Regions from separate parts of the Mus musculus genome. Here region 2 is linked to region 1. The links are chromatin contacts, called in public HiChIP or PLAC-seq maps. All regions are on one chromosome and are shown on one strand. The core of a region is the stretch at or near the end of the contact, and the rest is flanking DNA. Distances in the headings are between cores, read along the strand shown. Region 1 has its middle 82 kb from the start of Vegfc. Region 2 holds the start of Vegfc (vascular endothelial growth factor C).

Region 1 (7,810 bases), core at 2,033-4,532:
TTTCTTTAGAGACTTGAAGATCTTATCATACAGATCTTTCACTTCCTTAGTTAGAGTCATGCCAAGGTATTTTATATTATTTGTGACTATTGAGTTGGGTGTTGTTTCACTAATTTCTTTCTCACCCTGTTTATTCTTTGTGTAGAGAAAGGTCATTGACTTGCTTGAGTTAATTTTATATTCGGCTACTTCACCGAAGCTGTTTATCAGGTTTAGGAGTTCTCTGGTGGAATTTTTAAGATCACTTAAATATCTACTGATCTCATGAACGTCATAATTTTCAACATTCATTTGAATTCAACTGAATATATTTGTGCTGGTTATGTTTTTCCCTACTTTTTGTTTCAGATGGAGTGATTTCTGTTTTTATGGTTTGAGAGACATCAGCTCGTCTTGAAAAGGGAGAAATTGCAGAATAGGGAAAGAAAGCAGGTCAATGTAAGCACAGGAAGTGACCTAGGAAAGAAGTTCTCTAAAGACACTCAGAGATGATTTGAATGAGAATGGCCCCCACAGGCTCCTAGACTAGACTTGACTGCTTGGTGCCCAATTAGTAGAACTGTTTAGGAAGGATTAGGAATTGTAGCCCTGTTAGATGAGCATGGCTGGGGGAGAAGTGATTCTGAGGGTGGGCTTTGAGGTTTCAAAAGCACATTCCAGGCCGAATGGTTTTCCCCATCTTTGCCTGCTGCAGGCAGATCGGGATGTAAAGCTCTCAGCTACAGCTACTGCGCTATGCCTGCCTGCTTCCCACTATGATGGTCATGGACTAACCCTCTGAAACTGTATCTAAGCCCCAATTAAAACCTGCTCTTTCACAAAAAAAAAGCTGCCTTGGACATGCTGACTCTTCAATAAAATAGTAAGTAGTCTAAATGGCTACTGATCTGTCCCTCACTTCCACACCCTCTGTTTCACTACCTCCCATCAATGACATCTCAAACTGAGTCTCCCGGGAGTAATACACTTAATTAGGCCAGAGCCTTCATGACATAATTGTATCTGGAAGTGTCCTCATAGACAAAGTTATTCAGAAACTTGCTTGGCTAATTCTCTAGCATCCCTTAGTACAACAAAGTTGAAAGATTAATGACCACAGACCAGATGTTATCATAAGTCTCTTATTTAAGGGACGATAAGGAGTTTTCTAGGCTTATACTAGTGTTCTACTCCACTGAAATGTCATAATAAATCACATTATTATGTATAATTGATATATGATAATGTCTTAGTTAGGCTTTCTATTGCCATGACAAAGCACCATAACCAAAGAAACATGGTGAGGATAGTTTTTTTTTTTTTTTTTTTTTTTTTCAGGTTAAACTTCCACATCCCAGTTCATCAGAAGAAGAAGACATCAGGACAAGAACTCAAGCAGGGCAGGGACCTGAAGGCAGGAGCTGATGCAAAAGCCATGGAGAAGTGCTGCTTGCAGGCTTGCTCCTCATGGCTTGCTCAGCTTGCCTTCTTACAGAACTCAAGACCACTGCCCAGGGATGGAATCACATACAATGAGCTGGTTTCTCCTACATCAGTCACTAATTAAGATAATGCACTATAGGCTTGATTTCCACCCTGTCTTATGAGGCATTTCATCAATTGAGGCTGCCACCCCTCTGATGACTCTAGCTTGTGTCTAGCTAACATAAAACTAGCCAATAAACTAATAAACTTAATTAATAAGCAAAACTATTTGAACATTAAAATGTACTCTAATTTCAGACAAAGCAGGTGCTATCATTTTCCCTCTGGGTATACAATAGTCTATTTTCTGTTGCTAACAACTGAATACCACAGACTACACATTTTAATAAAATGTACTACTTTGATTCTTTGTGTATATGAGTGTTTTATCTGCATATACAACTGCATGCCAGAAGAGGGCATCAGATCCCATAATAGATAGTTGTGAGCCACCATGTGGTTGCTGGGAATTGAACACAATGCCTCTGGTAGAGCAGACTCTTAAACACAGAGTCATCTCTCCAGCCCCTCTACTTTGGCTCCTACTTTTGGAAATGTAAGGCCAAGAAATCACATCTGGTGTCATCTGTCTTACTAGAGTCTCTAGATGACACAGATGTAGCAAGCCACGGGGCTGTGTACTTTTATGTCTTTCTTTTGGTCATCTTCTCTTTCCTTATAAATAAACAAGTATTCATCATGATGCCCCACCCCAGGGGCATTAATTATGTCCAGATTATGCCCTAATCATGTGCAGAATGTACTAGCTCTGAATAACTTAATTAGATTAATTTTCCATTATTTTCATAGTTCAAAGTGGGGATTAACTCTCAAAGCAAGAAGCCTTAGGAGGACACACTAAAACCACACACAAACTATAGCTAAGAGAATGAACAGAATGTATTATCAATATTGATTTTAGAGCTACCATCCCTTGTTTTTTTGTTGTTTTGGTATAGTCTTATTCCAGTCACTGCCAGCTTTGGTGTCTGACTTGAAGTAATAGAATCTTATTTTGGCTCAATAAGAGGAAAGTTTAATATTTACATTGACATTCTGTGTTAGAAAGCAGAAATTGGGGTGGTAGAACCAAATATAAGCCTGAGAAAAAGAACTGACGCCCAAGAAGACAGATGTTAATATATTCCCCAAAATTGAAGGATAGTATCTGGCTGCAATTTAAGTTTAGCAATTTGTTGATTGAGCTTAGTTAGGTTAAGTACAGAGAACAACATACAGTGAGCACTGGAACCAACATATCTTTGGCCAGCATCCTCTCTGCCGTTAACCACAACACATTTGGCAAGTGTTTGGGAAGAGCACACAAAGGCAGAAAATTCTCAGTTCCTCTTTCTCATTGTTTCTCTTCATTGTTTTTTTTTTCTATTTTTATTCTTCAGAATAGCCTGCAACATGGTGAAAGTTCTAAATGTGCTTTGCAGACTTCGTCAGTCCTATGACTGTTAAAAAGCTTGAGGCAAATTCATAATGATACTCCCAAGGAAAGGGTAGAGTTTTGTAATCAAATTATCTTCAACCCTGTGCTTACTCCCTGCCCAATTTCCACCTTTTATTTAGCTTTCTAATTTTTCCCATTTTAAGTGTCATTTGGTTTGACGAGTTGTTACAAGCTTTTCTACCTCTCTCTCACTGTCTCCTCTCTTTCCTCTTCCTTCTCTCTCCCCTCTCTTTCTGCTCTACCTACTCTCAAGAGATATATAATATAAAGTTTAGTGAACACACACATTCTAAAATAGACTATAATACAAAGTGCAGTGAACACCCAATGACTGCAACGGAGACAGGAAAATAGACAACAGGGATGCTATGGTGAGGGCATTCCTGGTCACACTCCCTACTCCTTGCCCTGTACTATCATGAAAACCAGGGCTGTACAAGAGAAAGTAGATGTTTAGAAGTGAAGGAACATGAGTCACTAATTCTGAGAAATATTAGTACAAAAATGTCTATTAATATCACTAAAGGCAGTGGGCAGGTGGCTCATATAATTCAAGAGCTTTCTTTCTGTCTCTCTGTGTGTACACAATACATTTGCTTTTACTATTTATAAATACATATAATATGTTATAACAACATATTGCATATCCTGCTTGAATATTATATACAATATAAAAAGTCCATGGAGAGAGCAAAGGATGTCCATCATGCTTGGAAAAAAGAAATCCTGCCAGAATCCTACCTTGTAATCAGCTTTCATATAGAGTCTTGATTAGTTGGCACATATGTCATAAATAATTTATATATCTCCCCAAAGCATTTGGCTTTTAAATTAATTATGTGCCTTATGGCAATGAATTAGACACATTCAATAATATTCTTTCATCCTAAGGCCCAGATTTTTGTATGAGTGGTTAAAAGAGCCTAATATAGGAAAATTAAATCTTTATGAAATAATACGCCTGTAGAAGGCTCACTGGGAGCAGGCATTATATCTCAGTGTTATTACTAGATTTTGGATATTATAGACAAGGCCACCATATTTTCTGTAGGAAATCACTTAGAAATGCAATTTTTAGATATACCTTGCATAGAATACTGTAAAAGTCTGAATACAAGTAAACAAATGCCATAGTTAAAATAATTAAATCCCAACTGTTATTTATGTTAACACTATATCTCCTATTGCTCTGTAAGTCAAGATTGGGAGGGATCATTTTAGAGGCTCCTTCGTTTCAACCAGATATGTAAGAAGTTACATCACATGAAGCAGTGTCAGAAACCAGACAATTCTATGTTAGCTTTAATAAGCCTTTTAAAATCAGTCACTGTAATATTGTATTTTTTCCTTATGTTGGATTTGGGCAAATTCTTGACTCTAACTTTATGATTTCAAGAGTGAGTAAAATTACTTGTTTGATATTTTAGACATTCCAGAAGTTCACCATTTTATATTGAAATTATATAGGGAATATATTCTTTATAGGTAAAGGTAATTATATCATCAATACATAATTCAGTAACATAATCAATGGAATTTAGGTTAGGTAATACCTCTTCTTCAACTTCTCTCTGCCAATTGTTTTGCAAATAAAATTTTTAGTGAACCCCAATAAGTTCTGTTTGAATTACTAAGAAGAAAAGAGAACTGCAGCCTGGGTGATTATTTTCATAGGTTCTCAAATGCAATGAGAATTGTAAGCATAGTGTTCTTATTAATTTATTTTCTCTGATCAATTTATAAGTGATATGAAAGTGGAAGAGCAAGTCTGTTTCATGTTGAGCAGTGAGAATCAGAAATCTTCCTTTAAATGGTTTATCTAAAATGGAACAACAGCAAACTTCAGGAATTGATGCAGAATTATGTGAATTAATTAGCTTTTCTGTTGCCCTGGACTTATTGCATTGCTGACATTTTTTTTCCACTAACATATAAATGGGAATGCTTTCCTGCAGATGGGAAGAAAGTGAGTCAAGATACAGAGACCCTAGGGGCTGAATGGGAGGAGGGCCACATCTTACCTAGCCTGATATACAGACTGGACTGCTTAACTAGCCTGATAGTCTTCTCTGCTAATGGACTTTCAATTGTTAAAGTACGTATGGGGGTTGGTCAGTGATAATAAACAGTTAAACCATTTAAAAAGTCCTTTTGTGAAATTTTATGCCTCTTATAATGAAAATACACTTTAAAAAATAAAATTCAGCTCTGAAGCACATATGAGAGCAGTTAAATGTTTTCGTTGGAATCCTAAGAGTTAATTCAGGGAAGACAATCCAATTGTAAAGTAACTGAAGTAACACCTCTGGAAAACAGAGTCTTAAGAACCAATAAGGGAGCTGCACCTCTCTCTTACCTGACAAGTTATTTCCAATGTGCCCCTCTTATTTTTGCAATTTAGCTTGATTTTCTGAGTGTGCCAATCAAAGTTCATGTGGAAGATGTTTTAATCTGTTTTATACGTAAAAGGAGATTAGCCAAGGGACAAGCTGGCTCCTATTCCATTATTATTAATCAGATGAAGGGTCCTTTTACACCAAGGAAGAACTTGGGGTAATCACAGTAAAATTAAGCCCTTTCACATATCACATACAATTTACTTTCTCTTAGAAACAGAATCCAAAAGGTTCTTACTCCAAGGAATTTAACTAAATACAATCATTTATTTTCATCATACATCTTTCATCAGATACATCCCTTGGATATGAAGTCGTGTATCTTGTGACCCTGTGGGTTAAGGTCTTCTAGAAGTCATTATAAGAGACATTCCATTCTCCCGGCATTTTAGATTATTTTAAGGCAATTCAACATAGCAAAATGGAAAAGCTTAGACTGAGAAACCATGAGTCAGAGGTATACTGAAACTTTCTCTTCACTACATTTCTTAGTAGAACCAACTTCTTTGGGAAAACATTTTTCACTTTCTCCTTCAATAAATGAAGCCAAACAATGGAGAAACCCCAGCTCACACATTAGAATGTTGCAGGGAAAACAGCAATATATTATTGCTTTCTTACCCCTAACAGAAAGTGCTGTGCCCTGTTTTTGTTTATTTTGGCATGAAACACAGAGCTCTGGCATCATTTGGGAAGTTGGTAATTGGAGAATTTGTGTTGGCTTCAGGCCAGACATAAGCTAAGCATAAAATGCAGTAGCCAGAACTATGTGTACTTTCATCTTTAGAAACTTTGCTAATTCCAAGGAGTAACAGATTATTGGAAAATGTACCCTCTCTCAGTACATTTCCGAAGCCGAGAAAGCATTTGATTGTATAAAGTGCTAACATAATGTCACATAGTAAAGTTTAAAAGCAAGACTGAATGTGTTTAGGGCTGACCATTTGCTACCAGATAACCAACTGGTGTGCTTTACCCCTGGGAAGACTATTTCTTCCACTCTTGGAATTCCTTAGTTTCCTGTAGTTCTTTGTATAGGGTTGAAACAATCTAAAAAAAGAAAAGAAATAACTTAAAAAATAAAGCAGGAAAGCAGATAAATTCTGCTGGACAGTTCCTTCTTCAGCTTGTGGGATATTTGCAATATAGGATCTACCCAGCCTTGACTAGTATTTTGATGAACAAAATATTTTTTCAGATGTGTTCCGAGGAGATCAGCACTTAGTTTTGTTGACCACCTTTCTGTTCTTACACCTGAGATGAACTTGTTAAAAAAATAAAAATTTTGATCTCCTAATATTGGAGGTCCCGTCCATATTTGGGTTGACCATGCAGTTTTTTGGTACTATGTCAAAGCAATACCTAATAACATCGTTAATGATGAAGCAAAACCATTCATTTTACTACTATCAAGAAAATAGCTGGGCAGAAGGAGATCAGAGTACCACCACCTCCTTCAAAACCTCCTGAGCTGCCTGATAAACACCAACAGGCCCCACATCTAAAGTGTTTCACTTTGACATATTATAAAAATAAATTGTATATATACAAAATTACTAAAGACAAGTGAAAAATTTGTTTCAAAATATTACATAGCTATTTAAGGCATTAGTTTCTATAAGTTAAGACTTTGTTCTCTTAGTTAATTTTTTGGGGTTTGATATTCAAAGATGAAAATTTGCAATATAATGTCAATTAGTGTTTTCTTAATAACCTCAAGGTCTTTAAAACTAAATCTACATAATCACACATATCTAAGACATTCCATTCCATTCATTGTGTTGGAATACCAACAACTGAAGGAAATTCAATTCTATCACAAACTCCACTCTGACCAACTCTCCTTCCTCACACCTGCCTTTGAGAATATGGTCTGCTGAGTGGGCCTGTAATTACAGTCAGATAAAATAGGCATAAGAGAAACATTGTTTATTCCCAAAGAATTTTTCAATTGTTTGTTGGGTTAGTCCCAGATGTCTTGATCGATATATATATATATATATATATATATATATATATATATATATGGATACACACACATATATATTATATATAATATATACACATACATACACACACATATATCACATATATATGAATATATATATGAATGTATATGAATATATATATATATATATATATATATATATATATATATATATGAATGTATAAGATTGGCTTATGTTGGGCTAGAAGTCCAACAGTAGCTGGGTGCACATGATAGAGCCAGAAAGCTTGGTAACTGCTTAGCCCTCCAAGCCGAGAGCCTCAACAGCAACTTTATGTTGAAGACCTGGAAAATTCTTGGAGTATCATTGCTGTGCAGTCCACACTGAAGGGCTAAAATGTATGGGTTATGATGTGAGTGAAATATACCAGCATCAGCAGAACCAGAAATGCTCAGTAGCAAGGAGGGAAGTAAACATTGTTTTGTTTTTTGTTTTTTGTTTTTTTTTCCAGGTACCTCATTACATATAGATGCTTCTAGCAG
Region 2 (7,810 bases), core at 2,445-4,944, 83 kb after region 1:
GGATGGTATAGGGGATTTTCAGAGAGGAAACTAGGAAAGGGGATAACATCTAGCTGCATATGTATCAAAAGATGGCCTAGTCGGCCATCACTGGAAAGAGAGGCCCATTGGACTTGCAAACTTTATATGCCCCAGTACAGGGGAACGCCAGGGCCAAAAGTGGGAGTGGGTGGGGAGGGAAGTGGAGGGGAGGGGTATGGGGGACTTTTGGGATAGCATTGTAAATGTAAATGAGGAAAATTCCTAATTAAAATATTATAAAAAAAAGAAAAAAGAAAAAAAAAGATACCAGTTGTTCCAAGATTCCCCAAACAGTTAAATCTTACAGGCCAGTTCACTCAGTGATGGGAACAAATGTTGGTCCCACATGAGAATCATTACTCCACTGATGGAATCAAGGTCATCTCCAACCTTAAGTGTCTGAACAGGGCCCAGTGCAAACTAAAGTGACTTTGCAAGCAATAATGATTTCTGCTTTGCCAACAGAACCTCTAAGTAGAAACAACCTAAATAATAAAATGCACGAACAAGCTTGATTGAGATTGCTTGACTATAGTTCTTGTACCAGGCCTTTCTTCTCCTGTATAAGGGTGAAACTCTTGTTAGTCAGTAGTACAAGGTCTACTATCTTCCCAGTGTGGTCACACTGGAAATTTCCTTTCTTGCATCATTACCACTTGTGACAGGTGTTGGAATTTGGCCTAGAGGAGACTCAGGAACTCTGATAAGAAGCAGACATAGACATATAGTAATTTTTGATTAAACGCTATCGTCAAAAAGTTTAAAAACCCAATAGCTACAAGAAACTGGAGATACTATGCAAATGTTATCCAGTTCTCCCATCCTAGTTTGTACTAACAGAGTAATAGTTTCTATAAAACAAAACAAACAGTTACATGACACCCTCTTTCCCTTAGAAGTGCTTTAAAAATAACAGTAGTAATCGATCTTAAAAGATCTTGCAGGAAGTCATTGATAGAAAAAAAATTAAAACAAAAAACAGTTTTAAAAAAGATATTTTTAAACTTCAAAATCTGTAATAGTTATTTAATTTTTTAGGTGTTAAGCAGGGGGAAAATCCCTAGCAACTTTTAAAAAAAGTATGTTGTTAAATAATGTTTATTAATAACTATTATACATAATAATAGTGATATCTTCTTTTAAACCCTAGGCTTCATTCATGGTAAGTAAGCATTCTAACATTGGGCTATATGGTCAGCCCTACTGTATTGGTTTTAAAGACAACTGATGTTTCTTTTATTTAAACAGGTCTTGCTATGACTTTATTTACAGAAAACAGTAATTAGCAACAGGAAGATAAATATATGTAAGTGGAGTGCATGTGCTAACCATCTTAAAAAAAGTTTGCCACTAATTCATTTTGATACATGTTAATTTTGCTGATTTTTATGGTATTCATACCATGCTAAATCCTGAGATTGATGGAAAAGTGTGACAGTTCTCAGTGTAGGCTGTCTATCTGAGGCATTCTGACATCCAAGCCTTTTCCCAGAATTCCCTAAATCCTGGTGGCATGCCTAACCATCTGGTTTTACAACCGCCCTTTGTGACTCCAAGTGCAATAAAAGTTAAGAACCACTGTACTGAGACAAGATTCCAAGGACACTCCATTTCTACTTGAGTCAAAATCCAGCCAGTTCAACAGGAACACAGAAAGAAGGGAACATACAGAAAATGTCAAGTTCCCAAATTGCCTTAGCAACTTGTGAGGGGCCGTCTGTGGCAAGGTAAGACTTCCTCATGATAAACCATGAGACACAAGTTAGAGCCCAGAAGACAACTCCTGCCACAAATGCAGAGTAGTGCAGACATAACTAAATATTAGTACACACGCAGATTTCTTGAGAAATCTGGTCAACTTTAAGAGTTCTTTGCATCAACAGCATGACTTGGCTGCCAGAAAATAAACTTGGTCCAATGCTATGTCAACAAATGCTTGCTTTCTAGACAAGGAAGACCCCTCCTTTTCTGCATGCTTCGTTGGGGTATTTTAAGTATGGAGCCATGTTCTGAACGGCGTACTTTATGAAGATAAACTTAGCATGATGGATGAGGATAATTGGAACTGTCGGGTTAAACTAAAAAGGAATCTTTCACTGGTAGGAAAAGTAGCCCTGGGAGAACGTGACAGATATTTCCAAATATCTGAGGGGCTAACATGTGGAATTTACATTAGACGAAGTACGCAAAATACCAAAGTCAAAAGCAATGGGTAGTTGGAAGATTCAATGATGTCAGTCTTCAATAAAGGGAAGCACAGTCAGGGCAAGGGGCATTCACTGTTTGTAGAGGTATTTAAGCACTCACGGAAATGTTGGGCAAGGAGACCTCCAGATCATATTATTTGAATTACAAGGAAACGTCTTTCCTCCAACGACAATTTTGTGGCTTTTTAACATTAGTGCACTTAGTATAGTTTTTGAATAGGCAAGACCTTTCATGTCTCTATGCTGTTGATGCAGCTTAAGTGGAACTTCTGCCATCTGCCCACCTGCCCAGGAAAGCAGATGCCATCACCAGGAAGACAGCAGAGTTCCTAGGTGCTTTTCCAGAGAATAAATGCATCACTGCTGTTTGCTCTTTCAGCATATAAATTGTCCCATTTCATTCTCTTTCTCTTGCAAATGGAAGGTGTGTCTTGCAGATACAGTTTGGGTGTGTCTCTATCAATGTTCTTTAAGATTCTGGACCATCTGTCCTTCAGATGGAACTTTAGGTCTTCCGGAAGATCACTAAGATCTTAGCATGAATGACTTGCCCTGTATTCTGAGATGTCCCTCTTTGCATTCTTGCTTCAAGTAAACCAGAAAACAGTGGAGGTGGTGGTGCTGGGAAGGGCACTATGGCCCCATAGGTCTCTGCTATAATGTTGATCTTTTTCTCTGAAGTGTTTTAGAAGTCTCAGGCTGGTCCCAAACTTCTCAGGATAAAGAATGTCTGGAGAAGGATTTTACCACAAGGGGTTGCCAGGGCCAAAGCGTGCGTCTCCTACCCACTGTACCTGCTCCCCCCTCCCCATCTTTCTAGCAGCTGAGCTCAGTCATGTGGCCCCTAAAACTGGTCCTGCAGAGAGAGTCAAGCCCCCAGACCTGACTTGAGCCCCTGCCTCCCCACCCCGACACCCCAGCAGAGCCCAGAGAGAAGGGCAGAGAAAGGGAAAGCGAGGAGAGTGGATGGAGGTGGGGCTGGAGGAAAGCGTGGGGCTGGAGGGAGCAAGCTTCCTAGGGAAAGAGAGGGGAGGGCTGACTGGGCTCGGCACGCTCCCTCCCTCTTGCCGCTTTCTCTCACATAAGCGCAGGCAGAGGGCGCATCAGTCATGCCCTGCCCCTGCGCCCGCTGCCGCCGCCGCCACCGCCACCGCTCGGCCCCGCGCGCGCAGGAGGCTCGAGCGCCCGGGAGCTCGCGGGCCTCGCCGCCGCCGGGCGCCCCGCCGCCCTCCTCCCGCCCCCCGGCTCCGCCGCCACCACCGCCTTCTCCCGCGGCTCCCGCGGCCCGGCTCCTTTCACTTCGGGCGAGGGGAGGGAGGAGGGGGGACGAGGGACCCGAGGGCTCTTCGGGACGAGTGGAACATCGCGGGGTGACTGGGCTTAACCACCCCACCCCCTCTTCTTTGCAAAACACCAAAAACAAAACCGCGATCGGCGGAGCCGGCGCCCTCGCTTCACCTCGCGGGCCGCCACCGAGGGCAGTTCGGATGTCCGGTTTCCTGTGAGGCTCGTACCTGACACCCGGGAGCCTCTCCCCCGTGAGGGCTGCCAGAGCCGAGGGCAAAAGTTGCGAGCCGCCGAGTCCCGGGAGACGCTCGCCCAGGGGGGTCCCCGGGAGGAAACCACGGGACAGGGACCAGGAGAGGACCTCAGCCTCACGCCCCAGCCTGCGCCAGCCAACGGACCGGCCTCCCTGCTCCCGGTCCATCCACCATGCACTTGCTGTGCTTCTTGTCTCTGGCGTGTTCCCTGCTCGCCGCTGCGCTGATCCCCAGTCCGCGCGAGGCGCCCGCCACCGTCGCCGCCTTCGAGTCGGGACTGGGCTTCTCGGAAGCGGAGCCCGACGGGGGCGAGGTCAAGGTAGGTGCAAGGGACCCCGTCGGGTCGGGCTGAGGATCCGAGGCTCCCAAGTCCTGGACTGTGTGTGGGCTTGGCTTTACTGGGTGTACAGAGAACCTGCCGTGGAGTGTGTGTGCATAATTATTTATTTAACCTTTGGATCCAAAGTTAGAGATTGGTGCACGCTTGCTTGGAGCAAAGTTTCTCTTCTTTTTTTCTCTCCCCCAGTGGAAAGCTGTTACTAGAAAGGAAAGCAACTTAGAGGAGGGAAGGGCCCAAGAGGTGTTCAGTCACACAGATTCCTTCTCCTTCATAGTGGTCTCCTGCCAACAGAGGAGTTTGCACCCTGCCCCAGTGGCATGGCTCCAGAGAGAATTTCATTGCTGTAGGAAATGCTCTTTTCTTTTCCTGGCTGGTTTTGGACTCCAAAGAGCTTCTGGGGTGTGTGACCAGACAACGGAGTTTTATGCTCCTGGAGTTTGCATAGCAGGGGCCCCAGGCTCTGTGAGCTAGTTTGGAAAAAGTGTGAGTAAATTTAGAAACTGGGCTTAAAGGTTTTGGATTTCAGAATTAACTTGAACTTGGTCAAATCCAAGATGTAACAGAAATTGGAATCTTCTAAACTTTATCAATTCTTTTCCTAAACAGTGGCTATAAGATTAAAAAAAAATCAAAGTATCAATTAGTTTGTTTTATTTTGTTTTAAAGAGAAATAGCATCTTTCCTGAACACGTTAAGGGACTTTTGAAGACATTCCGATTGTCTGACTCAGTTATCTTATCTTGTGTACTTCTCACTTGAACCTTCTAAAGAATATGTTTATAACATCTTCAAGTTTATACTTGGCGTAATAGTTGGGATCTTGAACTCCTGCAAAAGTTTTGTGTTTAAGGCACTGCGAAGCCCCCTGGCTGGAAGCAGACTGAAGTGGTTTATAGTAGCTGACTGCAAGTGGGGGGAAAAAAATAGAAGGGGGTGTGTTACTCTCAACTTTCAGTTGACTTTATTGGTGAACATACACAGAATGTGCAGAGGTCAAACCACCTTCCCTGGAAAGGTTTGTCTGAGAAAAACTTTAATACGGACAAGACTAGGTTATAAGATATCAAGTTACCATTGTGTCTACATTTGGTAAAAATACAAATACCAGATTTTTCAGTCCATTATGAGAACTGCAATGTTCAGCACACGCTTATCACTATACGTACAATGACGAGAATATCCTCGTCTCTAAGTGCCACAGAAATAAAGCTCGGGACAGAATCATACTTCCTGTAATTCGAGCCTTTGAAGTTTGCCAGACCTATTCACTTTCTGCCTCTGCAAATTCAAACTGATATACTTGTGACTTAGTCAGACAACATCACCATCGCCTATGATAGCTAGGCTTTGATTTACAGTACGAAAGCGTGACGCCTTGAGTTAAATGAGAAGCCTTTTCAGATAAGCCAATAGTTTATTCAAGGAGTCTGTCACGTCTGGGTCAATCCCAAATGACTGTATCAGAGCATGGATGTTTGTATGAGCTCAGTTGTGTGTTCCAAGAGGTCACCTTCAAAGGATCTTCTCATTGGTAGTCATTAAACATCTTATTTTCTCTGAAAATTTTGTTTGCAAAAGTTTCTTTTCTTATTTAATCATTTTTTAAAATATTGTATGTTGAATAAGAACTGATATTTGGTATGTAATATGACTTTTTTTAACTTATCAGAGGAAACATTATTTTGTATGTTTGAATTTCATGAGCAGTATACTTCTGCTTACTGAGCCTTTCCCTAGTGGGCAAGCAGAACTTTTGACAGCTTGTTTTACTGATGCCTTCAGGGAAACTGTATCCTTGCTGTGGAACTTGCACCCAGTGACCCAAACACTGCTGTGAAGACTCCATGTCTCTCCCTAGTGGCCTTTCAAGGCACCTCAATTAGCAAATATTGGAGAACTGGAGGGAAACCAGTTAGTTTCCCAGGAACAACTTAAATCCTAAGAAAGTATTTCACAAAATTCACACAGGATGTCAATTATACATAGAATTAGCTCTCACAAAATTTTGTTAAATAATAAAACCCATGTAGCAATTTAAAATTCACAATATAGGAAAGCCAATATGGTATAAAGCTCAGCATCCAATCTTCTTTGTGGTAGCCATGGCCACCCAGATAATTGGAACTGAATTTACTAAGTTCCCCTTTCTATTCTTTTCTTCATGACTGTATGATTTAATGAAAAGTCCTAAAATACTTTCTGAAGGATGTTAAAGTAAACAGCTCAGGGTCGAAAACTAAGGCAATGGTATCATGTGGCCATAAGAAGAGACATTCAAAACTTGTTATCAAACTAATGACAACTGATGATCTCGGAAAGAACACCTGATTGCCATATCTAATAATTTTTAGTCTCAGTTTGGGTAAAGCAGACTCTGCTTATTCGGAGATGAAGAACTAAATTTTACAAAAGACATTGACTTACGACAAAGAATAAATCGGAAGGAAGACATACCTCATACAGACTGTGGTTATCAAACAGTTTTGCTTTTTATTGAAAATAGTTTTGTTTTGTTTTTTTCCCTCACATAATTTATCCTGACTCCAGTTTCCCCTCCGGCTACTCCTTCCAGCTCCTCGAACTTCCACTTTCTGTCTGTTATTAGAAAGCAAACAGGCACCGGGCGTGCTGGCGCACGCCTTTAATCCCAGCACTTGGGAGGCAGAGGCAGGCGGATTTCTGAGTTCGAGGCCAGCCTGGTCTACAAAGTGAGTTCCAGGACACCCAGGGCTATACAGAGAAACCCTGTCTCAAAAACCAAAAAAAAAAAAAAAAAAAAAAAAAAAAAAAAAAAAAAGCAAACAGGCTTCTATGGGAATAATAATAAAATGGAATATAATAAGGTAAAACAAGAACTGATACATTGGAATTGGAAAACGAAGCAAACAAATAAACAAATAAATGGAAGGGAAGGAGCCCAAGAGAAGGCACAAGAAACAGTTTAAAATGAATAAGTGACATTATGTGACAAGGAAACTACAAAGCAAGTTTGTGGTCTGTTAGCCATGTACTGCTGGGCCTGCAGCCCACCCTTAAGAATCCTTTGTTCATTCTGGGTTTGGGGTAGGGTCATGTGTACATTTCTCCTTTCATATCTTAAACCTCCTCTAGTGCAGGCTCTCTGGATACAGTTTCAACCTCTGTGAGTTTGTATGTTTTGCTCATGTTGATTTAGAGGGTTTTGTTCCTTGGAGTTCTCCATCGGGTCTGGTTCTTACCCTCTTTCAGCCTCTTCTGTAGGATGCCCTGAGACCTGAGATGAGGGTTTTGATGGAGATATCCCATTTAATGGCTGCAAGTTTCAAGGTCTCTTTCTCTTTGCATAGAATCTGGCTATTAGTGTCTGTACTTGCTCTAGTCTGTGGCAGAAGGAAGCTCCTCTGATGATCGCTGAGCAAGGCACTGATCATATTTGTCTTCCTGCATAGCTATAAAACATTTAAAACACAGTATTGTTTTTCCTTTGAGAATTTTATTTATGTATACATCACAGTTTGCTTATATCCATCCTCCACTCTGCCTTTCCAACTCCTTCCAGAACTCCCTTCCTCAAATTTCATGCTTTCATAATTTGTTCTTGAAAGGGTGTGTTGTACAAAATACCCATGTCTTTACATATTTTGGCTTACAGTTGTCTTTATCCATTTTTAAATAAATCTCTGTGTTTTAAAATTTTTTTCTTTTAAGATTTATTTATTTAT

What was found. HiChIP or PLAC-seq counts read pairs in DNA pulled down with a chosen protein or histone mark.
Region 2: an H3K4me3 HiChIP or PLAC-seq map of the 230-238 cell line shows a contact between it and region 1, with 25 read pairs. The contact joins the promoter of Vegfc here to the enhancer-like site in region 1. A contact is called at or near these places in 1 of 39 promoter capture datasets (pre-B cells), 1 of 15 datasets of contacts at CTCF or cohesin (pro-B cells), 3 of 484 Hi-C or Micro-C datasets (bone marrow-derived macrophages, granulocyte-monocyte progenitors and nephron progenitors), 6 of 115 datasets of contacts at active chromatin or transcription factors (the 230-238 cell line, bone marrow-derived macrophages, embryonic stem cells and 1 more) and 1 of 9 other capture datasets (liver).

The regions. Positions count from the first base shown.
Region 1 is chr8:53,991,654-53,999,463 of GRCm38.p6, forward strand. No RefSeq gene overlaps it. Among named protein-coding and RNA genes, the nearest start is that of Vegfc, 82 kb to the right of the region's middle. Within about 2 kb of position 3,283, at least 22 of the 459 cell types and tissues checked have an H3K27ac peak or open chromatin away from gene starts, as enhancers often do. A contact at or near this core is called in the 230-238 cell line, bone marrow-derived macrophages, pre-B cells and 1 more, where this site is marked.
Region 2 is chr8:54,073,838-54,081,647 of GRCm38.p6, forward strand. It overlaps Vegfc (vascular endothelial growth factor C), which reads left to right and starts at 3,695. Exons shown (of 7, transcript NM_009506.2): 1 at 3,695-4,088. The coding sequence starts at 3,942. It overlaps Gm33153, which reads right to left. Exons shown (of 1, transcript XM_006509526.4): 1 at 2,233-7,810. The coding sequence starts at 3,936. The coding sequence ends at 3,097.